Linked DNA regions of Mus musculus: region 1 is linked to region 2. The links are chromatin contacts, called in public Hi-C maps. All regions are on one chromosome and are shown on one strand. The core of a region is the stretch at or near the end of the contact, and the rest is flanking DNA. Distances in the headings are between cores, read along the strand shown.

What was found. A called contact is a pair of places that touch in the nucleus more often than the background predicts.
Region 1: a Hi-C map of rod photoreceptor shows a contact between it and region 2, with 3 times the contacts expected there. The contact joins the enhancer-like site here to the promoter of Plekha8 in region 2. A contact is called at or near these places in 16 of 39 promoter capture datasets (the 3T3-L1 cell line, the HPC-7 cell line, cranial neural crest and 10 more), 49 of 484 Hi-C or Micro-C datasets (the AML12 cell line, the HL-1 cell line, Sertoli cells and 25 more), 12 of 115 datasets of contacts at active chromatin or transcription factors (the SCID.adh cell line, bone marrow-derived dendritic cells, bone marrow-derived macrophages and 6 more) and 3 of 9 other capture datasets (adipose tissue, liver and pancreatic islet).

Annotation. Positions count from the first base shown.
Region 1 is chr6:54,637,267-54,643,146 of GRCm38.p6, reverse strand. Plekha8 (pleckstrin homology domain containing, family A (phosphoinositide binding specific) member 8) reads right to left here. Exons shown (of 14, transcript NM_001164361.1): 14 at 1-2,363. The coding sequence ends at 2,166. Among named protein-coding and RNA genes, the nearest start is that of Gm34249, 17 kb to the left of the region's middle. Within about 2 kb of position 3,981, at least 6 of the 459 cell types and tissues checked have an H3K27ac peak or open chromatin away from gene starts, as enhancers often do. A contact at or near this core is called in olfactory sensory neurons and rod photoreceptor, where this site is marked.
Region 2 is chr6:54,591,889-54,597,815 of GRCm38.p6, reverse strand. Plekha8 (pleckstrin homology domain containing, family A (phosphoinositide binding specific) member 8) reads right to left here and starts at 2,705. Exons shown (of 14, transcript NM_001164361.1): 1 at 2,345-2,705. The coding sequence starts at 2,384. It overlaps Fkbp14 (FK506 binding protein 14), which reads left to right and starts at 4,642. Exons shown (of 4, transcript NM_153573.2): 1 at 4,642-4,969. The coding sequence starts at 4,773.

The DNA of each region.
Region 1 (5,880 bases), core at 2,732-5,231, 44 kb before region 2:
GCTCTCGGGAGGGGCTCCAGGGAGCACTTTCAGGTTCTTTTTTTTCATTTCTTAGAAAGTAACTGAAAAATCAGACAAAAAAAATTAGCTTTAACTACAATGAGACACCAAGAACTACTAATTCAGGTGGAATGAACGTACCAAAGTCAGACTGCCCAGCAAGGCAGCTCTCCAGTGGGCACTTAGGGCTTTGTGAGGACCTGGACTGACACGCTCTCAGAGTGCTAGTCCCTAGACTAGAGATCACAGAGGCACCTGCAGCTGCCTATCATGGCCATACTTAACGTCAATTTCCTGGTAGCAGAGCCCACCAAGGGCACATGGCCCAAAGCGCCCACCCTCAGAGACAAGCGGGCTGGCCACTTTTCTTCTTCTGTCTTTACAGGCTATGTCAAGGGCAGGTCTAAGTTATGCCTTAGCCCTGACCCCTTTCCATTAGCCAGAGAAGAGGATCCATATGAAACTCCTGCAAGAGGAAAGTAGCATACTGTAAGTCCAGCCCACTCCTCCCTTTCCTAAGTTTAATTTCTAGAACTTCTTATGTTGGCAAAATGCTTGCTTGGCTTAAAATTTTATTACAAGTGTTTTTAAGAGGCAAGGTCTTGCTATGTTGTTCAGGTTAATCTCCAAATCTTGGGCTCAAATAATACTTTACTCTCATACTTCTGGGTAGCTGGACTGCAGGTACCGCCGTGGCCCACTCTACTGCTGCATTGAGTAAATACCCACTCGTTTAAAGACAGACAAAATCAGTACCTTCCCTGCATAGTTCTCTGCAGAGCCCTAGTGTGCACAGCAACAGAAGCAGTGTGCACAGCCACTCCCTCACCTGTGCCTGGCCAAGGCTCGTTGTCTTCAGGGGACTGCTTATGCTGGAGCCACTCTTCTTGTTGCTAGGAAGAAGTGGCCTCCACTTGGGAAGGTATTCATGGCTTCTTCCCTATGCACACTCTAGGCAGCTTGGTCCATTTCTGGGAGACAGGGCATCTTGTCACTCTTTATAGAAGAATGCCTCAAGCTGTTACACCAGCTGCTGGTCTACTCACTCTCCATTTAATTATGTTACTTGAATGGCGGCCCCTTTCTCTGGAAGGAGGTGTTTTATTTGGTTTCTGCAGAAGACTGGGAATTCTGTAAACTAGAATTCAAATGGGAATTTGGCTCTTCAGCCTTGTAAGATCTGGGTTCTTCAGGCATGTCCTAGGACTCTGTTCTTTGAAACAGCATGTCATGTGACTTCAATACAGAGGTGATCTAGATCACATTTGGAAGCTACCTGGCTCTTTTGCTGAAGAGTTAATGAAACAGGCAAAATAAATAAATCAATAAATAAAAATAAAATCACCAGAAACAAGAAATTCCACAAATGTGAGCAGACCTCCCTACTGTAAGCTTTACTTGTGAAGTAGGATTAAATATCCTCTTTAAAGTCGCTGTTCTGCTATGATGTTCAATTCAGATAACACATAGGAAATGTACTGCATTGGCAAAGAGTGGTATGTGTCACCCAAATGACTTATCCTTCCTGTCTATTCTGTTCTCAAGCATGGGCTGAGGTCATTCTCTTGAGCCACTGTCCCACCTGACAACAGGCATGGCAGTCCATGTCAATGTTTTCCTACAACTGCCCAAATGTTTTCACTACACAGCCCTTTCCATCAGCAGAGGAAGGGAGAAAGGATCCACTCAGGAAAGTGTAGGAATAGCAAACTCTTACACAGCAAGTCCTTCAACAAAGGGGCTTACACTCCCTCCAATGCCCAGTCAACATCTAAGCTATTTTAAACACTGGCTTTATACAATAGTCCTGCATACTGCTTCGGTTTGGGTGGCCCATTAAAACTAGTAACTGAAACAGAACAATACAAATGTGAACCCAACAAATCCATCTGTCAATTTTGCTCTTACTGCCTGCTATTCAAGTCTGGGACAGCGATGATCTGGTTTCCAGTAGGCCTGTTGAAATATTTAGCACCTTGATTTTTAAACACATGAAACACATATGCATTAAAACAATTCTAAATAAAAGCACTAGGACTTCCTCATGTCCATCTCCCCAAGGAAAGGCTGGAGAGTATCAAAGCTGTTGCTGGAAATTAACTAGGGCAACACAACACTTTAGCAGACTTTATTCCCTGAAGTTAGGAGGTGCTGTCCTGTGGCTGTCACACCACCTCATCAGATTCCAGCCCGTGGATCTCATATAACGTGTCCAGTATGGCCAGCTGCTTTTCCATAGCGGGGAGGTAAAGGCTGAGGTCCCTCTGCATGCCAGCACTGAAAGCTTCTTTCTGGTGGTCGCCTTCTTTTATGGTTAGCGCAGCTACAAAGTCCTCATAGGATGGCGCTGCCCTCAGTGCTAACTGCAAAAGAGTTACTTGTGAGGATCGCAACACAACTGTCTCTTATACACTTACCCTTACAGACAGACAGATGCATGTGCGCACACAGACACACGGGGGCGGGGCGTGGGGGGAGGGAGGAACACTGAGGAACACAAGGGCATACAAAATATAAATGCCCTTCTAATTCTAGTTCACAAATTGCTTACAATTAGGTTCTAAGCACCAAATTAAGTAACTTCAAGACTAGAAAAGGCAGGGGTCTTCTTGGGCCAATAATGAACAATGCCACCAAGTCAGGGACTACTAAGAGACAAGGCTTTAGAGAAAAGCTCCCTTCTCATAGTTAGGATTCGGACTCTTTCTCCTTGAATCCTTGGTCAGTCCGTATGTACACCTGTCTGTTGGCATGCGCCTGTCTAGCTTTCCAGTACCTCTAATCATATCTCACTTGCAAACAACATTTCATGTGTCTTCATGTCTTCTATTATTTCTCAACATGGATAATATTTTCTCTAACCCCTTATGTGTTTTATAACAAGGAAGAGAACAAGTAATGGTAATAATGATGACCTGACAGGATCTAGACTTAGAAGATAAACTTCTTGGCATGCCTGTGAGAGAGTTTCTGATTGGCTGATTGGGATAGGAGGAACATCCATACATGTGGATGGCATTATTCCACGGTCTGGAGGCCTAGACTGATGAAAAAGAAGAAAACAGCCCAGCAGCAAACTTCATCTCTATGGGGCAATGTGAGCAGCTGTCTCAAGCTCCAGCTGGTAAGATGGACTGCACCCTCAATATCTAAGCCAAAATAAACCCTACTTTTAAAATTGCTGCTGTTGGCTATTTTACTGTAGCAGCGATAAAAGTAATGAATACGGAAAACTCATTCCAGGAAGGCATTGTTACTTGATGAAACTGACCTCTTGTGTATTGGATCTTTAGAACTGGTTTCCAGAAGAGTTTGAAACTTCAGGCTAGAAAAGCCTTAGGATGTTATAAGCAGAGCTAAGTGGATTGTTCTAGTGGGTGTTAGGAAGATTAGAATACCAAGTGAAATGTGTGCAGTGGAGGTCCAGGTAATGCAGTTCCAGAGGCAAACCAACTCTACTGGGAACTGGACTAGAGGCCATTCACATTGTATTCTGGAAAACCATCTGGCTGCATTCTGCTAGTGCCGAGGCTTAATTCAAAGGCAATGGGCTAATTTCATTGGCAGGAGAAATCTCCCTTAGAATAGCATCCAGGCTGTAGCAAGCTCTGATCCAGCTCTTCAGTCAGAGAACAAAAGGGAACAGACATGTGCTATTTGTCATGGAGAAAAAAATTCAGAGTTGTAGAGAAGGCTAGTACTGAGAAAGCAATTAGAATATTATAGAGATTAACACCATTAAAAAGAAACCTGAGACAACAGGAAAGGTGCCCAAGGGAATATCATACCCAACAAAAGCTCTATATTGTATAAGTACAAATTCATTTAAAAGGAGAGCCTGAATTGAGACTATTACTAAAGAAGTTCCCTGGTGAATAACTACCACCTAGGGAAGTGTTCCCCCAGGGTCAGCCTGTGAGGCACACAGAGGCCCATGCAATTGGGTACTGGGAGGCCAGGCTACATCTTGTTGCTGACAACAGAAGTCAGAAACACTGTCCATGTGTTACTGGCTTTACAGTCCTGACAGACACAAGAGTGAGGGAGTCATGGAGTCTTGACTGAGATTCCAGATGGCCTCTGAGCCAAGCTATGTGAGCCTGGATTCCTTGCTAGGATGCCCTGAGAGACTGCAGCATAAAGGCACAAAGCTGCAAATGCAAAGCCAAGTTGCAACAGAGAACTCAGGATATTAGAGACGGCAGGAGCGCGAGGTATCTGCGGCAAGTTGGAGGTATGGCTTCGAGGTGGCTCCAGAGACAGGCTCCGTGTGCTTTAGGCAGCAGAGCTGCAGCAATGGGTGCTGCCCAAGCACGCCAGAATGCAATGACTCCCTCAGGAACTCTAGATGCTCCATGTGCAGCCGCAGACTCCGGTGTTCTCCTACTGGGCTTTGGTCTGACATTGGTCTGACAGTCCCTTGTTATGTCCCAACTCTTCTCTTCTGAATTGTGATTTTTACTCTGTGACCTATTTTTTGGTTGAAAGTATGTAATTTGATTTTTTATTTTACAGAGTTTCAAAGTTAAAGAGATTTTCTGAGTCTCAGAAGAGACTCTGAACTTACACTTTTGAACAGTTTTGGAACTGTTAAAGACAACAAATTGAGGACTTTTGAAGTTGGACCAAATGCATTTTGCATGATAAGATGGCCAGGAGCCTATGGTGAAAAGGGTAGACTTATGATGGTGATACTGTTAACCTGTTAGGATCTAGAATCTCTAAGGGGACAACCTTAAGGGCTCATCTGTGAGTGTGTCTCAAACTTGGGTGAGAGACACGTGGTCACCATGACTTGCACTACTGTATGGATGGGGGACTCAGTCTGAATGAAAGGAGAAAGCAGCAGACTCCATCACTCTGCTTCTGAGTGGGGATGCAATGTGGGCAGCTGTTCAAGCCCCTGCTGCCTGGTTCTGTCATGATGGATCCTGGGGGCCCAGATAAGTTTTCCTTCCTTAAACTGATTTTATCAGGTATTTTGTTGAAGCAACAAGTAACTAATACACAGATAATGTTTCTTTTTTGCTTCTATACTGACATTTTAATCATAATATGAAGAACCATGTACAGTTTCTATCTTTATTCTTGTATGAGCATTTTAAGTCTCAGGAACGTGGGGGCCAGGATGAAAGCTAGGCTCACTCTGTGCTTCCCAACCATCTCTCTGGGTAGGAGACTTCCTAGGATCCGTCCTCATCTCCACTGCAGTCTGGCTAGTCTGGTTTAAAAGCTCTCAAAACTTCTCTTCCAAGTATCGCTAGGCTGGCTCTCCTGAGACAGCAGAGAACCTTCACTGTCCCCCTATACGTTGAAAGCCTTTGAGAATCCATCCTCATTTGTGAAGGAAGAGTGGCTTGTATCTTTGCATCTCAGATTTTTCACATACTCATTTGAAGACTTTAAGCAAAGTGCTTAGGTTCTTAGAACCTCACCTTCCTCAAGCATAGAAGGCAGATAAATATTTTTTTTATTTTAAAGATGAAGATCGTATAAGTGTTTTGCCCAAAGCCTGACACCTAATAAACATACAGAAGATAGTGTAAGTATAAAGGAAAGAGAGAAAAAATGAAAATAAGGCAGGCTGCACTCTAGGAAAAGAGAGGCAAGGCCAATGGTGAGCTCAACTCTCCAACCTGGCTGACAGAGAGCAGGAAGGTCAAGCAACAGCTGGGTATCAACAAGCTGGTGGCAGGACCTTGACTGGCATTTGTTCAGATGGGATGTGTTTGAGAATAAAAGTTCACTACTTGGCTGGCAAATGAGTCAAATTCCAGGGACGGAAAGATGTTTTCTCTGAGCCACTGAGATTGGCTAGTTGGCACATTAGAATAAGCCTTCCAAAGTACGGATGTCTTGGGGAGTAACTGTGAACTGAGG
Region 2 (5,927 bases), core at 1,456-3,955:
ACGCTATAGCACTAAATCAGCTTCTAATGAATTATCTCCATACTTACACATCAGTGCATTGCTTAATACTTAATACTTCTCATCACTATAGATGTCAATTAACCCAGAGACCCTCAACTAGTGAAGGTGTGGGAAGTAAGAGATCACAGAGTGCTCAGTCCAAAATGGAATAAACATATCACCCCCTATTCCTAAGGCCCTGGGATCTTAGTGGAAGGGTAAGCGAAAAGACTGTAAGATCCAGAGATGCTAGAAAACATCAAGGAAACAAGTGTTTTCTGGACATAACAACACAGTTGCAAATATGCACTCAGTGTTTGTGACAACCTGCAGAGGACTTGTGCAAGCTCAAGCCAGACACAATCCCAGCATCGGGGAGGGAGGGAGGGAGGTATGAAATCCCAGCACTGGCTGAGGAACTCCTGGCAGCTGATAGTTGCTGGGAGAGCAAGTGCCAGTTTTCTTTAATGGTATGATCCTTAGCGGGCCCCACTCCCAAGAGTCTCTGAGCATCATTAGCTGCAGGAGATGGAGGAGAAAGAGGAGGAGCAGGAGGACGACTTCAAGGTGAGTAGGGAGTGAGGGTGGAAAGGGTGGCTATGGGAAGAGGGATGAACATGAGCAAAAGGAGCTGTGCGACATTCTCAGAGAACTCGGAAAATATTATTCTAAAGGCAAAGGCTTTCCATCTAAGTTCATCATTCACTCTCCGACAGCAAAGGAGAGCAGAGGGAACCCATGTGATCTTCCTAAGCTAGTGCCATTCTCTTCCAAAGTAAGGCCGTGTTGAATGAAAGCCAATGTGCCAACCGACCCTCAATTTTAAGCAGAGTAGTCTATCCAGAAAAGTAGTCAGCGGTGTGACAGCCTTCAGCCTTCATGGAACAGTGAGTGACACACAAGCCAAAGGAAAAGCAGCGAAGGCTCCAATGCCTTTAGGGCTTTGCCCAGAAGCCACTCAACAGTACTGTCCGTTCTTACTTAGGGAAGAAAAGAGTTGACTCTTACCATCAAACAGATGGCAGGGGCATCACAGAAGATAGATCCACAGAGACAGCTAGAAAAATGTTGGTGCAATGAAGGATACAGAAGACTGTGGGGAGAGGGCATTTTACTACCAAAAGTTTCCACACAGAAAGGGGAGGGAAAGGAAGACGGAAATGATTAAGGTGGGGCAGGAGAAGAAAGTGATTTGTGTGTGTCCGGGCTAGGGTTCAGAGGAGGACAGTAAAGGGTGAAGTTGACTCAAGGGTTTACAATTAAGATACACACCTACTTCTCAGCATTTAGGACAGCATTGGGAGAATGGCACCGTCAAGCCTTCTCTTAAACAACATGCTAATCGGCTTCCAGTATTCAAGGACCTGCAGGCCAGCTTTGAGTTCTTCCTGTATAACCTAATCTCTCTGCTGACATCAGTGGAGATCCTTGAAGTGAAGGCCAGGTCTTAAGGAAAACCTTCTCATCAGACCCTCGGGTAGAGATTTTAAAAAAAATGAATTAACTGTGCTAACTACTATACTACTTGGAGATTCCAGGTACATGCTGACAGGTGTACTTCTGCCTGTACTGGGCTGTGACTTCCTCAAAGTTACTCTGCCAGATCTTCACAAGCCATACACACCTGTCCTTACTACAGAACTGCCCCACCAAAGGATGGGGAAACCCTAGCTCTAGTTGGTAAGATTTCTAGTTTCTGCATCCCCACTGACACGTTAAATGTTAACCCATTTTCCCTAACAAAAAAGTTTAACTTTAAAACGCACCCAGCACTGTTCATATAGCATAGTACTTATAAAATACTGGCTGCTTGGATGAAAATAATGTTCGTTGAGAATCATCTTCAAAGCTGAGGAATAGTTCTAACTTCTGGATAGTTGGAAAGTGCTTCCAAGAGCTAGAAAGGGGGCAGGGTGCTATTTTAAGCCATTGTGCTGGGCAAGACAAGGACACCGTTGTTAATATCTGCATTCATTTTTATGACAGAGTTCTGAAACAAAAGAAATGTTCGGAGAGAAAAGGCCGATCGCCAGCGTACACTTCAGGGCTTAGGGCTGCGGTGCTAGAGTTCCACTACCTCGGTCGGCAGGGGGATGACCCTGAAGGTGCCTAGGGAGATCGACTGCGTGGAGACTCTGGAATCCAGGGGTTGGTGGCACTCGGCACCCTGCAGCTGGGCTGCGCGGCCCAAGCGAGGCCGCCCCCCACCCAATTCGCGAGATTGAGGTGGACCCCGCAGCGGACCCAGGCTGCCGGCTTCACCCGGTACCCAACTCTCCATCCGGGCCGCGAGCCGGCGGAGGGTGCCGCCTGGCGCACCGCACCCACGGAAGCCGGCACTCACCGCTCAGGTAGTTGGTCCACTTGTACAGCACGCCCTCCATGGCACCCGCGGGCCCCTCGTCGCCCCGGCCCGCCGCGGGGACGCCGGGCCGGCCTCACATCCTGGGCCCGGGGGCGGGGTCACCGCGACAGCCTGGGAGCACCAGCTCCGGGTCCCGGGGGCTGCGCCTGCGCCTGGCGCAGTCGGTGTGGACGCCGCAGAGCGGCCGCCAGAGAGAGGCGAGGGAGGCGCGGGAGGCGCGGCCCCTGTGGCGGCGGTCGCGGGCGCCTTCCTGCGGCCACTGAGCCCACAGCGCCCGCCCCGGCGCGCTCGCGCATGCTCACTGCGCTGTGCGCACGCTACCAAATCCACGCCAGGGTTTGGCCACTGCGCGGAGGGGCTGACCGGTGGGCGGGGCTCCGATGCGCACGCGGGTGGCAGGTCACCCATGGGGGTCTAGGCTCCAGGGATCCAGCTTTTAATGACAAGTTTGTCAGTGGAGGAGGATGCGGGCTGAGACCCGGAATCCTCGGATGAGGCTAGTCTGTAGTTTCCGGATGCACTTCTGTGTAAGGCGCTGTTCAAACTGCCGGCCTCTTGACTGGAAGCTTGGTCTCTGGACCGCAGACATTGACTTCACCTGGGCTTCTGTTAAAAAAAAAAAAAAAATCTCTCGGGGGTTCCAGACCTTTTGGATTAAAAATCGGCACTTTTACAAGCTCTCCAAGGGGAATTTCTAAGTACATGAAAGTATGAAAATGCACTGTTGTCAGGATTTTTATCCAAGAAAAGTGTCTATCACAGGTTAGATGGAAGGTGAATGTTGAGAAGAAGCACAACACAACCAAATGTTAGTGTTATAGAAATATGCTCTCAAGGGCTAAAGTGCAGGCATTTTTTCCCTTAGTGTAAGGTTGACAGGTTTAATAAATAATATATCACTTAGTTGGTTATTTGCCTGACTGCACACCTCAATGCCCTGTTTTTGTTGTTGTTTTGTTTGTGTTTTGTTGTTGTTTTAATCTCTTTTGGTGATTTCTAGTTTCTTCTCAGATTGCAGCAATGGACTACATCTGAAATGAGGGCAGCCGTTTAGAACTTTAAGCTGTATAATTGTTAAAACAAGTGCTCTCTCTCTCTCTCTCTCTCTCTCTCTCTCTCTCTCCGTCCTTAAGTATTATCTACTCACCACCAAGGTCACATAAGTGACGAATTATTAGCAGTCACTCATTGACAGCGATGTTTGTAGAATGAAATCAAGCCAAGTCTTAAGGTGGAGTGCCAATTCTTTTCGGCCAAGTGAACTTAAGCAGGGCACTAACTTCTAACCTAATTTTTTTTTTAAACTAGCTTCTCTCCGGGCTAGTTTTTTGCAACTTGATGCAGGCTAGAGTAATTTGGAACGAGGATCTCCGAACCATAAGATTTACCTGTAGGCAAGTCTCTACTGCTTTTTCTTAAATACTGATTGATGTGGAAGGGTCCAGTTCACTGAGAGTGGTGCCACCCTTGGTCAGGTGATCCTAGGTGCTATTAAAAAAAAAAAAAAAAAGCAGGCTGAGCAAGCCAGTAAGCAGCACTCCTCTATGGCCTCTCTACATCAGCTCTTGCTTCCTGATTACTGTTTTGAGTTCCTACCCTGCCTTCCCTGGATAATGGACTATGATATAGAAGTGTAATAGGTAAAAATCCTTTCCTCCCCAACTTGCTATTAGTCATGATGCTTTAACCCAAGAATGGAAACCCTAAGACACTGTCTAAATGGGGGGGGGGGGGGGAGTGGGTGGGTGGGAATAGCCACGTTAAGTTAGTGAGGATCTTGCACCAGAGTGTGCTTTGCGAACCTTAAAGCATCCTAGTAGGTCCTTAGAGTTTCTGTTCTAAATTAGTAACCATAGTTCTGAGCCTTTATTTGTGGCATCTTGAAGAAGGCTGCTTCTCAGTGTCTGGTCTTTCCAAAAACCCGAGTGTCACCTGGCTCCAGACTCCGCAGCTGGAATACTTCACTGAAACAACCCTTCCCCCATCTCCCACCCCCGAGGATGTTAGCCTGGATCCAGCTGCCTTCCCGAGGTGGGAGAATTTCCTAATCAGCGGGCTCTAGGACTGTTCCGAAGGGGCACATCCGAGCCCAGGGCCCAACAGCACACAGAACCACTACATTTTTTTCGGCGCCATTGGCTGGGAGGCGCCTGAGGGACAGCAGCGCCAGCCAGTGGAAGGACGCCTTTCCCTAGAAGCTGCCTTATTAGAACCAATCATGTTTGGATGGGGCTTTAACTCTTTATTGTGAGTTCGCTGTCTGTGTGAAAATTGTTAGAAAAAGTGCCACGTCTTCCTGGGAGTGTGTCTGTTGGGGGAGTCCTGAACTTGCTTGGCCTAAGCTGTCTCCGCTTTTGGCACATTTTTAACTCTATGAAGTCGGGGGCCTTTCCTCTGCTTTGGTAACATGAGGTTTTTCTTGTGGAACGCTATCTTGGCACTGTGGGTCACGGTTCTGAGCGGAGCTCTGATTCCTGAGCCAGAAGTGAAAATCGAAGTTCTCCAGAAGCCATTCATCTGCCATCGCAAGACCAAGGGAGGGGATCTGATGTTGGTCCACTACGAAGGCTATTTAGAAAAGGACGGCTCCCTGTTTCATTCCACGTAAGTAATTACGCCTTGCAGGCAGAGTGATAAAGGGCCCACCCATTCACACTAGCCTGTGAAGCTAACAGTTCCTTTACCTCTACAAACTGAAACAAAAAACTGAAATACCTGTTTCCCTTTGGAGAAAGAAAATTGTCAAACCCGTTCTATAGGTCAAGACCATGAAAGAAATTCCTGGATACATGGAGTCTTGACAAATTAATTTCATTATCATTTTATTCTATATAAAATTATATCTAGAGTATTTGAGGTTTTACAGAAATACTTAGGTTATAATTAAGCAGCCAATAGAAAAGGCTTAACAGATTTTTCTGTCTTGAACTCCATTCCATAGGTAAAATATCCGATTCCCCTTTTAATTGTGCAAAAAAAAAATGTTAAGATGTGTCATTTTTCTTCAACAGCAAAATGCACAATCATCTATTTGCCTGCTTCTAAAAGATACACAAATAACTGTTTCAAGCGACCTGTTTAACTTCTTGGCAGGTGGCATTTTGGCCAAAGCACAGGATGACAGAAAGTCATTCCTTCTAGAAAGTCAGGCTTCATCCATGGCAAAGGTGTGGTTATAGAAGTAAAAAGTAGAAGGATTTCCAGATGTTTTACACTCGCTTTTCTTTTTTATAAACAAAGATTTGGCAGATAATGTTACCAAGTGTGATGATTTCCATTCAGAAAGTATTTAACCAGCACCTCCTTAGGGCCGGTCAGAAAGTTCACCTTCTAGTCATCTGCATCCATTCATTCATTCAGCCCGGGAAGCCACACCTCTGCCTGGAGATGCAGAGAGGGAAAACACAGGAAAGGGCTCTGTTTATGGAGAGTACAGAATGTCCACTGAGAAGGGATGGCAGCCTGTGGTCCATTGTGCTGATCAGGGAGGATAAAGAAGGAGTTCGGAACACAACAGCCTTGAACGTCAGGGGTGGAAATTATCAAGGCGGAACAGGAAGGG